3 separate regions of the Mus musculus genome follow, and all the other regions are linked to region 2. The links are chromatin contacts, called in public promoter capture Hi-C maps. All regions are on one chromosome and are shown on one strand. Each heading gives the region's core, a stretch centred on a gene start, on an enhancer-like site or on the middle of the called end of the contact. The rest is flanking DNA. Distances are from core to core; before and after follow the strand shown.

Region 1 (4,082 bases), core at 357-2,856, about 12 Mb after region 2:
GCAGATGTGAGTGGTGTAGGGCCGATGCCAGCCCGCAGCTTTCTTGAGACATATCATTTGTGTCTCCTTAGGAGAAGTTTTCCACCCTAGAGTTCCTAGTGCGTGCATGTACACACACACACACACACACACACACACACAGAGAGAGAGAGAGAGAGAGAGAGAGAGAGAGAGAGAGAGAGAGAGAGAGAGAGTCTCGCAGGAATCTGATTCTCTTGGATGAACAGAGAACCCAGTGAAGATATTTGAGTCTGGACTCTATTGGGTACATATGCAACTGAAAAAAGAAAAAAACCAGCCCAATAAGGCCTCTCTTTAAGGTTGCAACACACCAAGGACCCTCAATAATCACAGCGTGTGTGTGTGTGTGTGTGTGTGTGTGTGTGTGTGTGTGTGTGTGCCAAACACGCCACCAGATGTGTGGCCTGGAGTAGCTAGCAGGAGAGCTCTAAACGCCTCCTTTCCCCAGGATCCTGCTTGTTGCTTGGCGTTAAATGCCCCATTGGAAAGCTCCGGTGGGCATCACCGCAACTCCTCCAGCTATTCCCGCAGAGGTCGGGCGGGGGCGCGGCCTCGTCCCCCGGGTCTCGGCGGGAACCCGGAGCTGGCCCGCCCCCACTCCCTCCCGTCCCCGCGTTCCGGCTGCGCGCGCCGCCGACTCACCGAGCGACGCCTGCACCGCTTCGGCCGCAGAGAAAGCGAGCAGCGAGCCCTCCTTGGCCAAGAAGGCTTTGCCGTCTTCCGCATCCGCTTGGAGCGCCTCGGCTTTGTCGAAGTTGCCGCCTCCGGGCAGTGGCTGTGGAGCGAACTTGCGGGCAGCCGCCGCCTCTTGGTGCTGGGGCGACGCAGAGAAGCCGCCGGGCAGAGTGGCCATGAGCGTGGAGGTGAGCGCCATGCCCTGCGCCAGGCTGGAGCAGAAGCCGGTGGGCAGGCTGGGGATCTGGTGGTGAGGGTGCGCGGGCGGCAGAGCGGGCTGCAGCGCTGCCTGGGGCAGCGCGGGAGGCGGTGGCGGCGGTGGCGGCAGCACCACCGGCCGGTAGGGCATGAACATGGGGTAGCCGGTGTAGACGAAATGGCCGGGACTGGGCTGCGGCGGGCTGCCGATCAGCGAGTCTATGCTGAAGGCGGTACTACTCCCCAGCGGGCGCTGCATCATCATCAGCGACGGCGGGAACGCTGCGCTCATAGACGCGTTCGGGAGAAGCCAGGGAGAGACGAAAAGTCCCCGTGTCCCGCCGCCGCCTGGAAGCCCTCCGGACGCTGGGAGTACCACCGGGAACTCCGGGCAGGGGCTGAGCGGTGCCCAGAGCGCAGACGCCGCCGCCGCCCCTCAGTGCAGGACCCGCAGCATACCCGGCCTGCACGGGTGCAGCCACCGAGCGCGATGAGGCCGTGCGCCCGGGATGGAGAGGGCGCCGGGGACCTCGCGTTCGCCGGAACCGCTCCCGGCTGCTAGCCCGTCGGAACGCGCGCGCTTCGCGTCTGCAGGTCTCGGCCCAGCTACCAGCAGTGCGTGCGTCCGTCCGTCTGTCCGTCCTGCAGTCCGTCGTCTCCCACGGGCGGCTGGGGAGCGCGCGAAGCCGGCGCACTTGTCTCTGGCGGGCGCCGCCAGCACCTTTAAATCGCGCTCCTCTTTCTCATTCACATTTTGCCAGCTGCCCAGCGGAGCTCGTGTCACGTGGGACCGAGCACCAACTCCTATTTGCTATTCAGGGGAAGGCGGGGCGAAATTAGGGCTCCGCCCCCTTCACCCAGGCGGGCCGCAAATGGGCTACCGGCGCCACGGTTGGAGCGTGCTGGCCTGGGAGCTGGAGCCTTTGCACCGCGCGGAGCAAACTTAAGAGGGACCCTTGCTACCTACCCGACTCAGACCCTAGAGTCCCTGGCATCCCTGTGGAGGCCTCATGAGAGGCGGCTTGGAACTGGCACCCGCCACCGATGGGCCGGGAGTGTTTTACTACAGCAGAACCCTGTGTGATGCTCACCTTAACCAGGGGCGCTCTGGTTGTGCCAAGGGTCCGGGCAAGGTCTCCGGATAGCGTTTAAGGTCTTGCCTCTGCAGGTCTGCTCCCAGAGGTGCGCCTGGGCCTGTCAGCCCTTGCTCACACGACACGGAAGCTGAATGGTTGCTTGCGGCCCGCTGGTGGCAGCGGGGCGGCCGGCGGTGGTCTCCCTCATTCCTGGTTGGGCCCTCCGTGAGCGATCCCTGCTCATTTTTCATGACATTCTTAATCATCGCACCTATTTACCCACTTTGCCAGCGTACACCAAAATAACAGCCACGATAATTATGATAATAAAGCGAGTCTTTTATCTGCTCCATCTTCAGGGAGGAATGGGGGGGGGGGTTGCGACGCCTCTGGATTGTATAACGTGAGATTATCCTGATGAAAGCTTTATGATGTTTGCTCAAATAAAAGCTGCGTTTTGTAAATAGGCACTAATTAAGCACGTTGGCAACGGAGGGAGCTCTCACCCTGGCTCTGCGCAGCGCGAGGACTCCTGGGCACGCGGTTCCCCTTTGCGGACTGCTGGATGGAGCTGAGTCCCTCAAGATATTTCCCCTGTTCTCGACAATGGTAAAAAGCCGGGAATTTGGGGGTTAGGAGATTGGAGGGATTGCGGCGAAAGGAAAGTAGGCATTTCTGGTCATCTTTTCTTATGTTGAAACAAACTTTCAAATCTTGTGTTCCTTTTAAAATGGGATCCTTTCGTGGCGAAGGCAGATCCTGCCAAGCGCGTTGGGCTTCCTCGGGTCCCCCTGCCTGTTCTTCAGATTCCTTGGTCTAGACGTCCTTTCGGAACTGCTGACAGCACCAGGCCAAGGAGCAAAGGAGGGCATTGTTATATAGGTCATTAAAAAATCAGTTCACCCGGAAGAGCTCTGGCTGGGGAGTTGGCTCATGTTGGACGTGTGTTATGTATCACAAGCACATTTAATTGGGAGATAAAGATAAATCGATCTTTATGAATTTATCGACCCGATTCTTTGAAGCTCTTCTTTCTCGGTCTTCCTCTTTCTCCCGCTCTAACCCCAAGGTCCCCCGGGGACGTCTCAATCCTAGAGATCTTCTCGGGCCAAGAATCTTGCCAGAGAGCAACTGCCCACCCAGAGAGGTAAGAGGGGACGATGAGTCCTTTGCATCTCTTGGCCAGAAGAAAACTCGCTGGCCCGGCTGCCAGCCGTCCTCCTCCCCCACCAGTGTCCCCTCCCCTCCCCTCCATCACCCGGACAAAGACATCTCAAACGCCTTTCCCCTCTCCGGGCCGCAGTAATAGATGGTTTCGGCAGCAGGCGGTTTGAAAGGAATTCATTAGGGCGCTGCCTGTGTTGCATCCCTTCACTTCACGCCCAGAACTCGAGATGGCTTAGGCAGTGTGAGGGGAAATTAATTCTCTTTGGGATACACGGGAAGGAGGTGTCTGTGGGATACCCAAGCTCTAGTCCCTGTTTGCCCACAAAAGAAGTTAATCGAAGCCCAAGGCAAAAGGCTGGTTTCTTCATGAGCATAATAAATACTCCCTCTTATTATGAGATACCTACAGTGACAGTCTTCAATGCCACTACCTTGTTGTTATCCCCTCTCCTCAACTTCTAGAATAACCGCTTCCTTGATTTACGCAACCGCAGCCAGGGACCTTCGTGCTTGCCTGCAAGAGGACTGGGTGAGCAGTTACTCATTCACCTGACTCTCCTGCCTTCCATTTTGCACTTTCACTGTAAAAAAAAAAAAAATTATTGTAGAGACTTCTGTCGCCTGGCCACAGGGAGAGACAAGGATCCCTTTGGCTATTTTAGTAATTCCATACTTAAAGTTCAGCAACAAGATTGAGGTCCCTTGAATTATAGACACACTTGAAGTAATTTGATGGCATATTATTTGTGTCCATAAATTGCCACGAAAAGTATTGACTGCAGGAGTTATAATGCTAATCTTTTATTAGTGAGTTCAGATAATTTTTCATCAATACGAATTTTATTTACTAGTGGGCTTTTCTCGAATGCTTGCAGTAATATTTTTCTCATCTAATGCTTATTAACTGCTTAGAAAATGACTGTTTGCATCGTAAAAGGATCCTTA
Region 2 (3,974 bases), core at 667-3,166:
CTAAGTCCACGAAACCAGGTCCCGGGCTCACCTTGGGTTTGCTGCCGCCGATGGCACCAGGTCGGATGGAGCCTGTCTCCTGGTACCTGCACAGGATCTTAGAGACGCAACCATGGGACACGCGAAGCTGGCGAGAAATGACGCAAGGCCGAATGCCATGGTGGGCCATCTCCACTATCTTGTGGCGGATATGGTTGGGCAGAGGCCTGCCGTTGATAAATACTCCTCCGAGCTGGTTGACTCGGCCCTGGCCAAGAGGGGTGGACACTGGGAAGAGATGGCGAAAGGAGAGAGCCCGAGAAAGTCATTTAGGAAGAATAGAAAGCAGCAAAAAGAACCTAATTCTGCATCCTTCTGGCCAATTTGCCTGTGACAGTTAAAACACAAACCACCAAGCTCTGGGCTCCCAGTCCCGGACCCTTAAGGTTCTATTTATTCAAATAATTACCCGATGCAAGGTCATATAATCTTTTGGAAATTGAGCGATCGGAATGAGGTAACTGGCTGTAGAGAAACTGTATTTTCTCTTTTATTTGGGGGAGGGGGGCTGTGCTGCAAGTTGGAGGGAGACCTAGGACTGATGTCTAAAATGTCTTGCGATAACTGCCTCAAAGTCCTGAGAAGGCAGAGGTCCCGATAAGGGTATAGTAGGCAAGGGTTGGGGAGGCTCCCGAAAGGAGACACAGGTGACAGCAGGTATCACCTGTTACACTTAAAAAATAAAAATGGCAGCGAGCCTAGCTGTGGACACCACTGCCGAAATGACCGCCCTTGCACGTCACGTTTTACTCTGGATCGAGGTCGAAGGGCTCCTCCAGAACCCCAGTCTCCTGCTTTTACTTCCCAAATTATTTGGTCGGGTTCGGGTTTGCAGTAATTTCTACCTCCCCGAAATTTCCCAGCACCTTTAAGCAAACCGAAAGGCATTGCCAACCATTTTAGAAACTTCGAGATGCCACTTGAGTTGAGTGGAATTTGCTAATCAATGCTAAAACTTTTCAACTAGGAAGGGCCACCAGAATTTTTCACAGCAGGAAAATTCTTGCCGAACTAATAGTAGTTATTCAAAAGTGAACGCAGCCCGCACAATTTCGTAGCAACTTTAGGTGAACAGAAAGAGAACTTGCTTCCGGCGCTGCGAAGCTTGTTCACCTTTCTCACGGCAGCAATTCCGAAACAACAGGGCAAAGTGGAGCCGGCAGGAGCAGGCCAGGCAAGCTCCGAGAGCTTGTAGTGAGCTTAGCACTCCGTTTGCAGCCAGAACGTGAAATGGGGCTTCTCCCGCTCTCCACGAGAACCCCCTCCCCACTTTTGCTTCTTGGGTTGAGAAGTACCACGGGAAGAGGCTCCCGGTAAGGCACGAGTGGAGGCCCTGGAGACCAGGATTGGGGTGCGGCAGCCAATCCCAGGCCCGGGGATCCGGACGAGCTGAGGCCCTAACATACCTTCCAGCGGGAAGCCGCTGCGTGGGTAATTCTGCCCCGGGCCGGGCCGCATCATCCTGGGCACAGCGCCGGCCAGCGTGGTCATCCTGGGGGCAGCTTCGCTCGCAAATTATATCCAGGTGAAGGCGAGACGAAAAAGCGAGCACAGTGCGGCGGGTGACCCTCGGGAACTCTCCGGATCTCGGAGAGCTCCTCCCCCAAAAAAGGCCAGAGAGGGAGGCGGGGCGCGGGGAGGGGGGCGCTAATAGATCCAAGTCCACAGGCTCCAGAGGAGTCCCTTGAGTGCAGGATCCCAAGCCCAGGGCGGACGAGTTTGGTGCGAGTCTAGCAGATCGGCCCCTCAGCTGGGGCTACTGGCAAAGGTGCTCACTGCACCGCGAAGATCGGGTGAGGGAGGGTGGTGACGAGGCAGGAACACGTCCCAAGTCTCCTCCCGTCGTGACACCGAGTGCAGGGATCCGGACTAGGGAGCATTTATTAGTTCTTTCACCCAAAGCTTGATCAGGAGCCCTGAGCTGCGATTGGCCGAGGAGGAGACCGTCCCGGGTGGCAAAGACACGCGCTGATTGGGCGACAGAAGCTACTTTCTCTTCCCATCCCTGACGGTCCCCAGGCCTCCGCCGACCCAGAGGGGGACTAGCTCTGTGTCCCTTTCTCAAGAGAAGGGTGGACAGGTTGAAACTAGGAGAGGCAGCTTGGGTGGCAAGAGCCAGTGAGGATGGAAAAAGGCTCGCGGTGTCCCTGTCCCTCTACATGAGATTCAGCCTTGATCATCTTGGTTTTCTATTACTCTGTCCTAATCTCTTTCCGCCTTTCTCTGGAAACCTTGCTATATCCGCCCCTTATTTCCTCTGTCTGCCCCTGCTTTTCACCTGTGGATTTCGCTTCGGGATTACTAATACGGAGATGGCGGTGGAGCAAATTTGGAAAGGGGCACAGAGAATTCCGGATGTGTTTCCTTTTCCTTTCTCTGGTCTGCCTCTGGGCCTGAGCTCCCTATGTGAGCCTCCCAGAAAGGCATCTCTCAGGAAGAGTCCAAGATGTGCCCAGAAGGTCCTTTTGTCTTTCTTAGGCTGGGAATGAAAGACAGGTGGCATAGCCATGACAGAGACTGAAGAGGTTAGGCCTCCCCTGGGCTCCAAGTTGCAAGCAATGGGGAAGCCAGCTCCTTTTCTTGGTTTAAAAACCCTTCTGAGAAGCGGGGACTTTAAATCTCCACGTACACATTCATCCCCGATGCACTTGCATCTATATGTTGAGGTTTTGCCCGGGTGCAGCGTTTGTTCTCAGGAATTTATTATGGCATTCAGACTAAACTGCTGGAAAAATAAAAGAAGCAACGTCTTGGCTAGGAGCTGAAGTGTCCCCAGCAGGATATGACGCCAGGAGTGTTGTAAAGACTGTCTGTCCTTAGAGAAGGTACCATTGTGCCTAGCCTTTTATTTATAACTTGGTAAGTGCCAGCGAACACTCCTCCCTTACACCCCCCTCCCGTGCCAGCCCCACGTTCTGCGCTGCTCTTTATTCCCTCAAGTCTATTCAGGGACTGTCACTCTGGGGCCGAGAGGTATTCAGGGCCTTAATCAATCAAAAGGATGAGAATCAGGCAGGTTTTTTCCCCTTTGAAATAAAGGAAACAATGACTTCTGGGCTTCAAGTTCCCTTTTCTTTTTATGATATTTGAATTTTTCCTGCCCCTGAATCCTCCAACCCTCTCTCCATGTCCTCCCCCCCCCCATCTCCTTTGACAGTTTTGATGTGAACTCAGGCCCCCAATCCTACTTGCCCACCCCCTAATTAAGGCAAACTCAAGGGGGGGGGGCGTGCGTGTAGTTGTTCAAAGTCCCTGAGCTGGCCCTTTAAGAGTTCACTCCCAGTGGAGAAAGCTGGGTAGCTCTTTGCTCCCCCTGAAGTCAAAAGGGCTTATCGACCCTGGGAGCAGGCGAGACGGGCCTCTGGGGACTCCAGAAAATGTCTGGACACCCCACCCCCACCCACCCACATTTGGGGAGGAGCATTAGAGCTCACAGTGGAGAGAGAGTCCAGAAGCTGTTGGCCCGCAGAGCTGCTTAACCAAGTTTTATATAAAATAATTCAATTTGTCAAGGCGGGAAACTTTCTCACTTCCTTTCCCCCTACCCCTGGTCTGGAGTCCTTCAAAGTTTGGGTACTTGTTTTCGAAAGCACCATACACCCTTGCCATCTGAGGAACCAGACTTTTCCAAGATTTTTGCCCTCTCAAAGTTGAGCAGAGCCGAGTTTAGCACTTTGTCTGGTCAGCTTTAATCAGTGGGAAGACTAGGGACCAGAGGTGTATTTCAAGTGGTTAAATTCAGGCTGCACACTCAGTGAAAAGGGACCCCTCCTGAGGGTTAGAACCCTGTGGGGATGAGTCGCCTCTTTTTTTTTTTGTCCAAGACTTCAGTGGCATGACCCCAGCTCTTCAGAAGGCGGCTCTTACTGGACAAGGGTAACTTGTTTATAATGGGCGGCTGCAGATACCTTTCCGGGTTCAGACACTTCTCTAGG
Region 3 (4,310 bases), core at 975-3,474, about 15 Mb before region 2:
TGGCTCTTTCAGTCTCTGACCTCTACTTGGTCTTTTTGCTGTAGGAGCTCCGTGCCTGGCATACCTACACATGCATACTGACTCTCCGTATAATATTTAAATTATAGATATAAGTTAAAATGTTTTAAACTGCTAGTAATGCACAAGATCTTAGTCATTCAAGCAGCTAGCCCAACCTCTCCCTCGAATTTTGGCGCTGGCACCTTCTTGATCTAAGTAGGAGTCAGTGACTTCAGGTGATCTCCAAGCCATCTTGTCTCTCTTCAGTGTTTCTGATTAAAGTTGAAAAGGGATTATAAGTGGGCTGCTTGACTCAGTTAAAAAAAAAAGAAAAAGAAAAAAGAGATATTCAAGGTGGACTTTTTCCTTTTTGTTTTAGTACTGGATTAGCTTTATAGTGTGTGTGTGTGTGTGTGTGTGTGTGTGTGTGTGTGTGTTGAGTTAAAGTCTTGCTGGGTAGCTCAGGCTGGCCTCACATGTGAGATCCCCATGCCTTCTGGGTGCTGGGGATTGCAGGAACATGGCACCTTGCCCAGTGGGGCTTGTCGTTTCACTGTTCAGCCACAGGTCCCCCAAAGCACTGAGAACTAATGTTCTTGCTGAGCAACTGGGTACTGGCATCAAGGCAATAGATTTTAGCCCATCTTGTCACCCTCATCTCGGAAGTGCTGGGGAAACTGATTTTGGTTTTAGAAAAATCCTCCTTTCAAAAAAAAAAAAAAAGTCATCCCTTTCCCCAGGAAATCTTTTCCACATTTATTGTGTGTGTGTGTGTTCCTGTGCGCTTGAGCTGTCTTGAGCTAGAAGCTTGCAAGTTGTTTTCAAGTTTGAATGGCGAGATGTCTAATACTTCCCTTCCTTGTAGGGTTGCGGGTTTCATTAAACAATGCATTTTTACTCGTTTGAAGCAAGAACAGTTTTAAACAGCTGCACACATCTTTTGTATGTGGTAGCAATACTGCCATCTGGCCAACAAAATCAAGAGGCCCCAAGTTTTTAAGATGCATTCTGATTTTGGAGATGTTGAAGTGGGAAGATTAAAAAAAAAATGTGTGCTTTAGCTGAAATACAGTTATGTCAGGAGAAAAGGGTTAATTCGTGACTGGGTTTCGTCGATAATTCCAAGGCTGACAAGTGTAAAACATTTCTCTTAAAGACGTTTGTATTTTTGGTGTTTTACAAGAAATCTAGAGACTGGGAATATATACATCAGGGTTTGGCTGGAATGTGTTGTGTGTTGAGTGGCTGGGATGAGTCTCCAGAAAGGCCGTGCCAACAGCACCACGAATACTTTTACATAAAGCATGGCTCCCTAGCCTTGAGCGGTACTTGTACTTTAAGCACTTAGGAGGGCAAAGCAAGAGAATTAAGAGTTTGAGACCAACCTGAGCTACTTAGTGAACACCCTGTCTGCAAAAGAAAAGGATGTGTGTGTGTGAAGGAAATATAGCTTTCAGAGGCTGTTCTTATTTTAGGTAACGATTATTTTCTTCATCACAGACTCTTAGTACATATTCAGTAGTAACTGATTTAGCTTTGTGTCTCCCCATAGCACTTGGTTTTTGCTCACTACTGCTTTTGTAGAAGATAGGGCAGTGAATGTACTTGAGGGCAAACAGATATTTGTTAATTTTCGTAACCCTTTCTTGTGCTTATTAGAAGTCTGAATACCTTGTCTCTTTAAAGGAACCCGGGTCTCCCCTTTTGTTAAAGGGGGCTCATTGGACTCATTTTACAGTTACCCTTCAGCAGTGAAACGCAGAACGCGATAGCAACCTTAAAACAGTGTCTAGCCCTGAGTAAACGGGTCTTTGAAAAGCAGCTTTTGGTTGAGGCACCTCACTGCAGACTCTGGGCAACCAAGCTCTTCATTAACCCCTTGAACGCCATTCTCCTTGCCCGAATTCACATGTTGCTTCGCGAGCCATTTTTCATCTGGTCACTTGGGACTTAACTTCTCCAAAAGCTGAAGCTTGGCTCTGGGTCCCGGTCCCAAGCCCCAAACCCCAAGCTCTGATTCGGGCGGGGGGCGCGTGGGGCGGCGCCTGCAGGAAGTGTGCGCTTTAAGAGCGGGAGGAAGGGGCTCGCAGCGGCGGGGGCTGGCGCGGGGGCCGGGGGCGGCGCCGGGCCGTGCGTCAGAAGGGGCCCAGTGTTCGCACCTTCGCTGACGTCAGAGCTGCAGTGGGGCTGCGGTGCCTTGGCCAGCCCGTGCCAGCCCGAGCCCAGTCGCGACTCGGAGCCCGCGTCGAGCGACACGCGCTCCGCTCCGCTCCGCTCCTCCGTTCCGGGCGGGCGTGGCCCGGGGCCCGGCGGCTTCGGGACGTTTCGGGGGTCCTCGCGGCGCGGCGGAACCCAAGCGGCGGGCAGCGCGCCCAGGCCGGCCGCGGCCCGCAGCGGCCCGGAAGGAGAGCAGGAGGCATCCACGGAGGTGAGTGCCGTGGCGGGGCGGGCCGTGGCGGTGTGCGGGCCGGGAAACCCGCTTCCTGCCCGGGGGCGGCGTGGACGGCTCGTCCGGACTCCCGCGCTCGCCGCGACGGACTCGGGCGGCCTCACGGCGCGCAGCCCCGGGGCGGCTGCGGGGCACGGCGGAGGGAGGAGGTGAGCCCTGGTGGCGGCAGGGACGCGGGAGAGGCCAGGGCGGGCAGCGGGCGGCGGGCGGCGGGCGGACCGGGCCGCGCGAGGCATTCGGCGCCACCTGTCCACACACCCCCTTCGCCGCGTTGCCTGCGCGCTCGGTCCCCGGCCTTCCCCGCCGCGGAGTTTTGCTGGGGACCGTCGATGCTGGGTCGTGTGAGTGTGTGCGTGTTACCGATCGCTTTGCTGCCGTCGTGCAACAGTTGTGTAGAGCTGGTCAGAGACGCCATCGTCGTCTTTACTTGCTCCCAAGAAGGCCCTTTCCAGGTTCTACGGTTTTCTGACGACAGTTATGGGTAGCTCGGGAAAGAAAAAGAAAAGATGCAGGTCGCAAGGCACTAAAAACGGTTTTCGTCCCCAAATGATACTGTTTTTTTTAAATACGTGTATTTGTTTTTGCTGCAGTTATATGCTTCGAGGGGCGGCGAGGGGCATGGAGAAAGCCCGTAGCAAATCTCATCCACTAGAGAGAGTCCATTAACAATTTCAGATTATCAGCCCCTTCTTTTTGAGAATGTATACGTTCATGTACTTGCTTCATGTGCGTGTTTTACATAAGTGTGGGTGTTTATTTTTCGTTCTTTTCACTTAATACATCGAGGACTTTTTCTGTATGGTCTGAAACCAAAGCGTTACATGCTAGCTAGAAACTCGTTGAAAATTTGATTACGTATCACTGCAGTAGCCAGCCCATTGGCTGGAAGAAAGCTGAAATCAGGGTAGCAACCGGTTTCTATAACATATTGTTTACTCTTCCTAATAATTTGGGGCACTGTTTTTCATACCTGTTGGTCAATTGAGAGACTGATGTAGTTATTCATGACTAACATTAAAAAATGAATTAAGATAACAAAAAATGCCAGAATGTATACAGCTAGGGTATTGTTTTGTGAAACCTTTAAAAACTGCGTGTGCGTGTGTGTGCATGTGTGTGTGTACGCGCGCACTCTCGAGCATTGGGTTGTAATATAAAAATGTTATTGCTTCCTATGGTCTCATGCTAAATAACCTTAAAGTCACCAAAGTACTTTCAACACTCAAAAGGTATAAATGATGGAATTAAACTAAATGTTAATTTTATCCTTTTTTGTTTTCAGAGTAGTGATAATTGTATAGTGTACCAAATTTGGTTGCTAATTATTTGCTTTCACCTAATATTAAAACATTTTTTTTCTAAAAATTATTCTATTAAATTCTATTTTTCTATTAAAAAATGTCTAGATGTTAAGGAACTGAAGCACCATTTGCTCAGTTTCACCAGCCACCCTGTTTTTGGTGTGAGACCTGGAACAATATCCTTCCTTATTCTAAACCTCGGGTTGCCTCCTATCTTTTGATAAGATAATGCATTTGAAGCTGCTGACAGCATGCCTGGCTCAGATTAAGTGCTCACGGTTAGCTATTATTATTTTATTAGGACCCAATGGAAGTGTCCAGGATGCTTGTCGCCATCGGGAAACCAGCATAGCATGGATAACCCAAAAGGAAAAAAAAGCAAAGGTGAAAATTAGTTGCTAGTGTTATATGAAGGAACTGACACTGAATTAAAATGGTCTTTTTAAACATGGCTGGGCCATTGTTATGATTATAATTGCTTCTCATATTTCCTACTGGTAGACAGGTAATTTAGATTTCAGGGTTTTGTTTGTTGTAGTTTAACTTTTTAATGCATTTTT

Evidence for each region. Promoter capture Hi-C pulls out the DNA fragments that hold promoters and counts their contacts.
Region 1: a promoter capture Hi-C map of second pharyngeal arch cranial neural crest shows a contact between it and region 2. The contact joins the promoter of Gbx2 here to the promoter of Pax3 in region 2. A contact is called at or near these places in 2 of 39 promoter capture datasets (cranial neural crest and second pharyngeal arch cranial neural crest).
Region 3: a contact with region 2 is called in a promoter capture Hi-C map of second pharyngeal arch cranial neural crest. The contact joins the promoter of Zdbf2 here to the promoter of Pax3 in region 2. A contact is called at or near these places in 4 of 39 promoter capture datasets (cranial neural crest, hippocampal neurons, maxillary cranial neural crest and 1 more), 3 of 484 Hi-C or Micro-C datasets (cerebellum, cerebral cortex and epiblasts) and 1 of 115 datasets of contacts at active chromatin or transcription factors (astrocytes).

Annotation. Positions count from the first base shown.
Region 1 is chr1:89,929,570-89,933,651 of GRCm38.p6, forward strand. It overlaps Gbx2 (gastrulation brain homeobox 2), which reads right to left and starts at 1,607. Exons shown (of 2, transcript NM_010262.3): 1 at 664-1,607. The coding sequence starts at 1,186. LOC102637806 reads left to right here and starts at 2,506. Exons shown (of 4, transcript XM_030244408.1): 1 at 2,506-2,579; 2 at 3,040-3,117; 3 at 3,600-3,666; 4 at 4,050-4,082. The coding sequence starts at 2,536.
Region 2 is chr1:78,195,220-78,199,193 of GRCm38.p6, forward strand. It overlaps Pax3 (paired box 3), which reads right to left and starts at 1,917. Exons shown (of 8, transcript NM_008781.4): 1 at 1,446-1,917; 2 at 32-267. The coding sequence starts at 1,530. RefSeq lists a promoter at 1,481-3,471, an enhancer at 2,636-3,246 and cis regulatory regions at 2,636-2,868, 3,024-3,246.
Region 3 is chr1:63,271,045-63,275,354 of GRCm38.p6, forward strand. Zdbf2 (zinc finger, DBF-type containing 2) reads left to right here and starts at 2,225. Exons shown (of 7, transcript NM_028673.1): 1 at 2,225-2,428; 2 at 4,052-4,134. It overlaps Gm11608 (a long non-coding RNA gene), which reads right to left and starts at 2,212. Exons shown (of 3, transcript XR_865482.2): 1 at 2,160-2,212.